2 separate regions of the Rattus norvegicus genome follow, and region 2 is linked to region 1. The links are chromatin contacts, called in public Hi-C maps. All regions are on one chromosome and are shown on one strand. The core of a region is the stretch at or near the end of the contact, and the rest is flanking DNA. Distances in the headings are between cores, read along the strand shown. Region 1 holds the start of LOC102555687. Region 2 holds the start of Lpin2 (lipin 2).

Region 1 (4,773 bases), core at 471-2,970:
AGGAAAATTGGCTGGGCTTGAGGTCAACAGAGGGACTTGTTCTCCAAGTTACACAGCTTGCTAAAGGAAAGACATGGTGGAGAATCCAGACTGTCAAACGTGGAGTGAAAAGGGCTCACCTGCTGTTTCATGAAGATTTCCTATAGGTTACAAAAGAACAGGTTCATCTGACAGTGTCAGAGGCCTTCCGTAGTGGGTCTAAGACGTCCTTTCCACATTGACTTGGTATATCCATATATCCATAGTTACCTGTGGGAGTGAATACAGGGTGAACAGAAACCAATTTCAAATGAGCCGGGTTCTTTGCTCCTCCAGATGACCTGACACCTCTCTCTGTCTCTCTGTCTCTCTCTCTCTCTGTCTGTCTCTCTCTGTCTCTCCCTCCCTCCCTCTATTAACCCCTAGAATCAGGGCAATCTGCCTCTGTAACATCTTCCTAGCTTCCAGGTAGGTTTATTTGCTCTTCTGTAATCTATTCATTTTTGTTCCCTGTAATTCTCTGCCCTTTCTCTTTCAACCCACAACCCAATCCCGAGGAAACAACTGTTCATTTATGTCGAGCAAACCATAGCCCCTCCACAGTACTTACCAGTTTAAAACCTATTGATTAATTTGGTAAGGATACATCGGCAACTCCTAGGAAAGCGACAAGATACTGTTTTCCAGCTGAGACCTGAGACGGAACAGAAGCTGCTCATTTCCTCGTCCACAGAATGCGGTTTGGTGTTCCCCTTCCGGACAGGGAGCTTTCCAGTAGGGCAGACCATATCCTTGTGGAGGTGCATGCACTGCAGAAGCCTCATTGCCTCAGAAGCCACCTCTGTTTCTGACTGCTCAGACCTCTGAGTTTGTACTGTCACGGCTGTATCCCCAATCTTCCCTAGAAGTCATGTTGGGCTTCTTAAGTCCTTGACAACCCAGAACCCTCTCTTAAAGACCTTAGCTTAGGGAGCTGGAGGTGAAGTACTTAGTTACTTGTATTTTTAGTTACCACTCCAAGTGAATATCAAAGAAGGGAGGGAAACTTTGTTTCTGCCATCTATAGGATTACGGTATTTTTTTCTCTCATTGGCCTTGCCTCTGAATTAACTTTAAACCGCATCACTAATTAATGAGACGAATGCTTCTTGAAGGAAACAACTGATCTTAGGGATATTTAACACATATCCTTATTGTCTCGCCAGGATTGTGACCCCTCTTCCTTTAAAGAGGAACTATTGTTAGCAGCTGAGCCACGCAAGAAGACCCGGCGAGTAAATAGGTCCAGCACTTTATTCCAATTACATCATTCACCCTGGAGCGGTAGGTGGGGCAGGCAGGAGTCACCATCAGGGTAAAAGGGGACTCTGGAAGAAAGTTCCAGAGAACGTTTTGCAAGAGGGAGCGGAACAATCAAAACTGAATTCATGAACTCTATGTGGGCCAAAGAGGCAGCGCGGCCCTGAAACTTTAGTATTCCGTCCCGCGTGGGAAAAGTGAGGAGCTATTTTAAAATTCCTTTTCATACTTTTCGAGTTGCTCGCACACTCCCTTCCGCGCCGCCCAGACACTGAGGCGCTGACCCACAGGCTGATTCACACTAGTTTCCCGCGCAGGCGCACTCCAGCCGAGCGGGGGCGCCGGGCTGGGGAGCGGGGCCAAGGCTAGTCACGTGAGACCCGCGGCACTTCTCTCCTCAATTTCCCTAAATGGACTTAGACGGGGTTCCCCGCCTATCTCCACGCTCTGGAATGCGGGCAGAGGAGAGCTCCAGGACAGGCGCAACCATCTGCCGAAGAGGGGGGAGGAAGCAGAATCACAGTTCAAACGGAGACGCGAGAAAGACGAAGAGTCAGTAATTAGACCGAGAGGTCCTCCACACGTCCATTTCAGCCCTAAACTCCCCGTTCGGTACTTCTCATCGGCGCCCTGAGCCCGCCATCTGCTCTGACACCTTCCCTGAGGTCCCCCTCCCGTCAGGGCTGGCCCATAGAGGCGGCGGAGAATGGCCGCCAGGCTTCCTTCCGGTTTGCGAGCGGAGGCCGGAAGTGGCCGTTCTTGGGCGGCTGGAAAGTTAGAAAGTTTGTGAGGGCGGCGGCAAAGCTTCGCAGAGACGCTCACTCTTGGTTCTCGCGGCTGAGCAGGGTGAGTGGTGCTGGCCGCCGAGCGGGCGTGGCCCGGCCCCAGGAGGTGTCCTCGCCGGGCGGCGGTGAACGTGGGGGCCGCCGGGAGCCGCGGCTGGGGAGCGCACCTGGGCAGGTGTGTCTCCGCGAGCCCGGGGAGAGCGGGGCGTGGAGCAACGGGCCGGGGAGCCGGGGCAGCCCGGGCGCAGACGTCGCTCTGCTTCCCAAACTTGGATCTTGGGAAATGTTGCTTAGCTCGCCAGCGCGGTGCGCCTTGGACCATTGCCTGCCCGCGAAACCAGAGCCCCACAGAGCTGACTCCGGAGCTCTGTTGAGTTGCTAACGTAAACTTGCGGGAACCGAGAGAGTTGTGGATAAAACCGTAGCACAGCCGCCCTCGGCCCTGTCTTTGCAGCTCAGCGCGCGCCCCTCTAAGTAGAACTTTTAAAAGTGCTATTTGAACAGAGAGGAGATTGAAGTTTTGTTTGCCTGATATTAAGAGTCAGTAGGGATGTAAATATATAAGATCTTTAGGGATCTTTTAAGATTTTAACTTCTTTAGTGCAAAACTTGTGTCAAAGGGTGACGAAAGTGAATCTCCACTAAAGTTGCTGGTATTTTCTTTTTTCTGGATGGCTTTTGATGAGGATTAATTAGAAAAGCATTTTTTGTCTTCAAAAGTGAAGCGTGGTTCATTAGTCAATCCTGGCAACTAATGACTTTTTTAAAGGTGCTCAGAACTCTTGGGTGTGGCTGTCTAGGAAAATCCAAGCTGACTCTCAACCGGAAGTGTGCCTAAGAAGTAAAAACGTGGTTTTCCTTGAAACTGAAATAACAGCTTGAAAATACACTTTAAAAAACTGAGTTTATCGCCCTCCCCCATCTCGTCTTGTAAAAAAGTGCATTGATTTGATCTGGATTTCAAAGCAAGCCATACCTAGATGCTACCACACTGTGAGGTTTTGAAATGGGAGTTTTCCAAAGGATATATTTCTCAGTTTTAAAAGAGTTTTTTTTATTAAAAGATATTAAGTTAGTAGGCTGTAGTGTAAATGTTCTATTAAGAATTTCTATCTTTTATATCTATTACTAGTTTAGGCATGTGAGATCCTACTATTTAAATTTAGGCAATCTCAGGTATATCTTAGTGTGGATTAAAAGGTTTCATAGGGTACTTTGTTGTTGTTGCTGTTGTTGTTTGTTTGTTATTTTGGATAGGGTCTCCTTTTAGCCCAGACTGGCCTGGAACTTGAGATGGTCTTTCTGCTTCAAGGGCTAGGATTATAAGCCCAGTTATGAGCCCCACATCAAACTTTATCATAGTTTCTATAAATTCTACATTTCTAAAGATTCTGTGAAATCTGGTTGCCCTCGGCATGTGTGGAAAGCCTCTTCGAGGCTGTCTTCATAGTCTGACGTCTTCCTTAATCAAGAGGCTCCCATTTAGTCAACTGCTAAAACATGAAACTTCTTGGGCGGGAATGTAGCTCAGTGGCAGAGTGCATACCTAGCGTACATGATCCAGAACTGCAGAACAACCCACACCATACAACACGCATTGCTACAACCCTGTCTTAGTTTAAAACTAAGTCAGACTCCTTTCCGTCTGTAAACAGAAACTGTCTTGACCACCCGCTCCCTTCCTTTTCTTTCTGGTGGTCTGAAACTTTCATATGTTCTCTAGAAGGCCGGCGGGCAAATCTTCTGCTTCTTAAGTTTCATATCAAAGATCTTTCACAAAGCCCTCAAAGTGGGGATCTCAGATGATCCTGCCATACACCCTAAGTTAAAATATTTGCAGTTTTATTTTGCTCTAACTTCTTAAACTAACTTGAGCATTATATTTTACAGCCTCACTTGTGTAGAACCACAGCAGAGAGGATACTGCCACTCGCAAAGGTTCTCTCTGCTGTCTCTGTGCTCCTTTACCTGAGGGTGTTCCGACCATGCTTGTGGTTTGGTGGTGTTTTGTGTAGATGGTGTTTGGCCATGCCATGGCTGTGAAGCTCCGGGTCCAGTGTGGAGACCTGTGAATCACTATCATCTTGAAAGAGTTGAGGCCCGGGGAGTAACTTGCTCAGCACCACATTACCAGATTCGGACAGAATTAACTCCATGAAGACAAGCATCTGATCTTAATTCTGAAGATAGCGATAGTTTTCCTCTGATCCTGTAGGAATAAGGGGACCATTCTGAACTGTCAGTGTTTGATGATAGGGTCTCAATGTGTGCCCTTGGCTGCCTGAGGCCCACAGGTCCCGCTGCCTCCCAGTGTTGGGATTAAAGCAGTCACCACCACCCCCTTCACTTCTTCCTCACCTTTATGCATTGTTTTAACTTGAGAGTCATTCCTCTGGAATGGGGGAAGTGTGTAGCTCATTGCCTAAGTTGAGCCAATCATTTACTGCATTCCTGTCTCTCTGTGTTTTAACTATTCTTTAAGATGAGTCACACACATGTTCTATGCCAGTGACATTTGATATACATCAATATAATTAGCTGGTCCTAATACAGTTGAATTAAGTATGGAATTCACTAAACTTCCGTGTGAAGCTATTGTTAATGCTAAATAAAACTTCTTTTCAACTGTTTTATAATGCATTTGCTAATTTTTAAATGCATGCTTTAAGTAATAAGATATATATTATTAAAAATCAATGTTACTTTTAAC
Region 2 (5,329 bases), core at 2,631-5,130, 180 kb before region 1:
CACATGTAAGTAACATGTCACCACGTGTGAGGGGGTCGGTGCCTAAAGGAGAAGTTAATCAAGATGCAGGGAGCTGGGGGTATTAGTGTCTGGGAAGAAAAAAGCAAAACCTCAGAGAACGAAGATGAAAACTAAGAATGAATCACTGTTATTCCAGCGCAGGAGAGGAGAGTGGAAGACAGCTGGGGTCTAAGCCACGCTGAACGTGGCGTATTTCTGGCTGATCCAAGTGCAGCGGTGAGACAACACACACACTACTCAACAATCACAGAGGGAACAAGAAACAGTGACATATGAAATGAGGCAGTCAGGTGACGTCCAATTCAGTGTTCAGTTACAGCTAGTAAGTCAACAGAGAAGTGAGAGCCCTGGAGAAACTGGAGGAAGGCTGGGGGAGGGGAGCTGCTGCCACCCCCGCTAGGTCTGCTCTTTGGGAAGCCACTGTCCTCACACCAAAGATACAGAACTTACACTGGACAGCAGCTCCTACTCAAAGTGTGCGTCACTACCAGATTACAAATTCTAAGCTCGAAGAGTGAGAAAAAGTGCCGTCCTGTAAACAGCTTTCGAAAAGCTCATGTCTCCAGGGCGGTTTTCCCACCACACCGACCTTTCTCAATTGTGACCCTAATAATCGGAAAGAATTCTAAAATTTGCAGTAGGACACTGCCTTGGCTTTGCACAGAGGTGAGGTGGGACAAGTAGACAGTGTGACCGTTTTTGACATGATATGCAAGTTAGCATTCTACTTTTCCTTATTTCTTAGTAACATCACTAACAGCTATGTAAATCCACCAATAAGAAAAAATTCACTGAATGTTAATTTCCAAAAGTTAATATCCTTCGAGGCCAAGGACTCTAAAGCCCATGAGATGGCTCAGCAGGTACTTGTCAGCAAGCTTGACAACCTGAGGTTGATTCCTGGAACCCCTGAGGTGGAAGAACTCGGGCTCCAGAAGTACACATGGACAGGTTCACAAATTGTTTTAAAAGACTCAACTGTAGTCAATGAGAATTGGAAAAGAAATGCTGGTGTTGTTCTATCACATCACATGGTATAGATCTTATGATGTAATAAAGTCTCCTAACACATGCTTGGGGTTTGTCTTTTGTTTGCTTCTGTTTTGTTCTGAGATAAGGTCTCGCTCTGTACCCCAGGCTAGCGAATCATGAAACTGGTGAACTTCTTCTGCCTGTGGATCCCAAAGCGCTGGGATTACAACTGGGTTAACCTCTTTTCTTCTATTTCTCCCTCTTCTCTCCTTCCACATTATAACAACAGTAGGAGGAGATCATTGACTCAAGCGTCCTGCCATAAACAACAGGGTTGGCAGTGAGGAAGACAGACTAGAATGGACAGGGTAGTTGTATTCTGGCCAGCCGACCATCACACACAGATCACTACCCATAGCTAGGGATCCCTACTGACTTCGCGTGGTCCCTGACAGTGATTCTTCCCTCCTATGTTCATCCTGAGAAATATAGGACATGTGAAAGGTTGAGTTATTAAATACACTGCTGTGCCTGGAGAGATCCATCAGTGGCTAAAAAAGTTTACTGTATGAAGACCTGGGCTCAGATTCCAGCACCACTAGTCTCTCACACACCCGCTACCCCAGCACTGGGCAACTGGAGTCAGACTTGCTGGCTTAGCAGAGTAACTAAATATATGACCTCTAGGGTCAGGGAGAGACTGAGAGACTCTGTCCCAAAAGAATATGGAACAAGGGAAGAGAGGAGGACACCTGACTCCCTCCTTTGTTTACATGAACACAAGGGGACACATTGACCTATGACATAGGTAGACCCCCAAATTAGGTAACTGTCAGCAAAGTGAGTAAGAAAACTTAATCAAATACGTTATTACAAGGGGCTTAGGATATAGCTCAGTTGGTAGAGTACTTGCCAAAGCCCTGAGTTCAAGTCCTGGAACATCCTAAACCAATCATGGTGGCACACAGTACATACTAAGTTCAAGACCTGAACTATCTGTCTGAGACCATCTCAAAAACATATAAACCTTATCGTCAGGACATCATCATCACTCTAGGGTGTATCTTCCAGCTCTTGCCATGTTCAGTGAAACATAATTCACACAGAATTCAGCCAACTGAAGCCCCGACTACAAAGCTATAAGCTATTTTGCCATGAAGGTGATATGATAGGTCCTAGGACCCTGCACCTAAGCCAAAAGCAGTAACGTAGCTAGCAATGAAGGGAGTCAGACAGAGCTAAAGCAAAGTTCCAAGTAAACCCCTAAAACAGGTACAGCCCCACCCCTAAACAAAGTGACAGGCCCTAGGGTCAGACAGAGTGCTCCAGTGAAAAGACACGAAGACTTAATGGAGACTTAAAAGCTTGCCCACAGGCTGCTAGGGACCTAAGGGAGGCAGCCCAGTATACCTCTCAGCAGGAAGGATTCCAGGTCCGTGTTTCATCGCTGAAGTATATTACACATGCAATCAGAGAATAGCTGCAGTGACCCGTACTGTACTTAAGTCAAATATTAATATTTAAACCCAACAGGATGTCCGCTGTAATGTTCACTGGCCTAACCTTTGACCACCTCTGACCTGTGGTAGCACCAAGATTATCCACCCATGGCATACCATACAAGAAAATTTGATGATTTCATTTCAGGAAGATCCACTGGCTCCCAGTGACCTACAAGGACAAACTGCTTGCTGCTTCTTCCGTTCATTCAAGCAGCCCCAACTGAAGCTCTTCTAAAAGCCAGCCTCTGTGCTTGGTAAGGAAACAGCTACTGGAGTCTTGCCTGCAGAGATTCTGTGCCCAGTGCAGGGAATAAGTCCAGTCAGTAAGAGCCCCCCCCCCCAAAAAAAACCCCAAAATGCACAATGCTAAGTGATGAGGTCAGGCACACAGCAATTCAAGAAACAAAGCCCCAACCTTTATCCCTTTATCTGCTTAACTGCACTTGGCGTTCAAGGGTTTTCAAATGTTCCCATTTCCAGAGCCTCTTAAGTACAGAGCTTCTCTGTTGAGTCTCAATTTTGCCAAACGAGAAAAGCTGAGCCAACCGTTTCGTTTCTAGCATTCTACAGCTATTCTGCTACTACTTAAAACATGAAGATCGGCGGGACCGATAAAACACAATCAAGAACACATTCAACCGGGAGGAGGAAGCCCGTAGGTGGCTCCCCACGGGCAATATGAGAGGGCACACAGGGCAGGGCAGGGCAGCCAAAAAAAAAAAAAAGGGCTAAAACACCTGTTTCCTCCCACACCTGGTAGCTGGCTGTGTCGCTAAGCCCAGTCCAGCATCACCTGTCACACTTCTTAGTCTTAAGCCTGTGAAAACCACCAACGTCAGATCAACACATAAACAAAGTGGCAAATAATCCCAAAATAGACTTCAAAATTGAACCTGTGTTATCATAACGTTTTAAATTAGTGAGGCGAGATTAAGTAATAACTTAACCGGCATCCCTACTGCTGGGCAAATGAGCTTCAGCGCCAAGCAAGAGACTCAGTTTCAATTTTTAATTTTTTTGTCTCAAAGATGCATTAAAAATAAGTGTGGCCGCTTGCTCAGCAAACCCCCAGAGCCTCTCCAAGTATCCAGCGTTCCAGTACTTTCTGAAAGCGAGGGCGATCTTCCTAGTCTTGTTCTGCATAATTATGTCTCTGAAACGCCATCCTAAATTTGAATGAAAATAATTTTCTTATGCTGGGGTGGATCCGCGGCGCTCAAAACTGGGCCGTAGAGCTCCGGCTCCCACAACAACCAGGACCTCCCAGTGTCCCGGGGGTCGCCAGCAGCAGGCTACTCACATCTGAACCTGGTCCACGGCCTGCAGGAGGCGGCGGCGGGCAAGCCAACGGCCTGAGGGAATAACTGCACCTCGCCAGCCCCGACCGGGGGATGACCGCGACCGCGCGCCGGCACCCCCTCCCCCAGGCCCCGGGCTGCGGTCCCCGGCCGCGCCGCGCAGGGCCCTGAGGACCGCTGCCGACGTGGGGGTCTCCGCAGATGCCCGCGCGTCCCCAGGCGGCGCGGCCGCGGCCACGTAGCCCACGCGAGGAGAGGCCGCGAGCGGGGACGTGGCCCCCGGGAGCCCCCGGCGCTGTCTCCGGCCCGCTTACCTGCGGCACGGCGCGCGGCTCTCACTCGGCAGACTGTCGGGCGGCCCGGGCGGGCTGCGGCGAGAAGCGGGCGAGCAAGGGGCGGGGCCGCCGCCTCAGGAGCCGCGGGCCACAGCGGAGCCCGCGGGGCCTCATGAATGGGACACGGCGGCGGCGGCGGCGGCGGCGGCGGCCAGGCTGGCGGTAGACTGCGCGCACGCCCCGCCCCGCCCCGGCCACGTGACGCGAGCTCCGCCCCCGCCGGCCGCGCGCCGCGAGCCCTGGGCCCCGCCGGGAGAGCGGCTCGACGCCGGCGCTAGCCTCGGGAGAGCGCTTTTAAAAGTTTCCTCCGGTCCCCATGGCAACCTTTGCGGCGCTGCGCGGGGCTTCAGAGCCCAGCAGCCAAAAAAAAGTGCAAACGGTCTGCTGCGTGATGGTGTGCAAACGTTGTCTCCCGCGTAACGCGAGTGCACCATCATGGGATCGCTGCAGAACCCGTATCTTTCCTTATTTACCCTTGGAGCTCAGTGATAACACCTCCTACTTAAAAGTGCACTTCAACGGCTGCAGCTGGGAGTGTTAGTGGCGTCTCCTGCTTTTTGTCTTGTTTTTCTGCAGCCGGCCCTTCCGATGGGATGGGAGTAGAGGTGGAAGCCCACGGCATCACTTCTAAAGGCTTGTTAATTTCTCCATGTGCACCGCGAGCGTGAGCAGTCTAGGGGCCGCTGAGCCATGCGTTTATACCGACTCTCTCTGGGAGGGACCCGGGCGCAGCAGTTTCTTTGCAACAATGAAGCCTGGTGGGCATAGGTTGTGCTGGGACCCAGGAAACCTTTCACTTCCCGGCCCAAGTACCTCCAGGTGAAATTCAACCAGGTTGCCTCAGTAAGGCCATCCAAGTTTACTGGGATTTTTTTCACCTCAGTGAGGCTTTTTATCTCACCAGTGAAAGAAATTTTTTCAAGGTTGGAAGTTTCCCGTAAATGTTCGAGGGATGTTACTCCGCTATGGGGAAGTGCAATTAAAGAACCCAGTCCTCGATCCCCAAGTTGATGCACTGGAAACAGCGACGCCTTCCCAATGGGGCGCTTTGAGTATTACACGTGATTCCCATAGAAAGCCCAGCATAGCTTCCAGCCTGGACTGTAGAACACGCCGTTACTATTTGTTTTCTAGCTTTTCATTCTCCATCTTGACTTTTCCTGTTTCTCTCGGGATAGTTTCATTACCTCCTACCTTGGGA

The links. Hi-C and Micro-C count contacts between places; a contact is called where the count stands out from the background.
Region 2: a Hi-C map of kidney shows a contact between it and region 1, with 4 times the contacts expected there. The contact joins the promoter of Lpin2 here to the promoter of LOC102555687 in region 1. A contact is called at or near these places in 8 of 12 Hi-C or Micro-C datasets (Schwann cells, frontal cortex, hepatocytes and 3 more) and 1 of 1 datasets of contacts at active chromatin or transcription factors (oligodendrocytes).

The regions. Positions count from the first base shown.
Region 1 is chr9:118,343,517-118,348,289 of GRCr8, reverse strand. LOC102555687 reads right to left here and starts at 1,720. Exons shown (of 5, transcript XR_357340.5): 1 at 1,508-1,720; 2 at 590-673; 3 at 120-249. It overlaps Myl12a (myosin light chain 12A), which reads left to right and starts at 2,013. Exons shown (of 4, transcript NM_001135017.1): 1 at 2,013-2,124.
Region 2 is chr9:118,528,906-118,534,234 of GRCr8, reverse strand. It overlaps Lpin2 (lipin 2), which reads right to left and starts at 3,880. Exons shown (of 20, transcript NM_001108236.1): 1 at 3,796-3,880.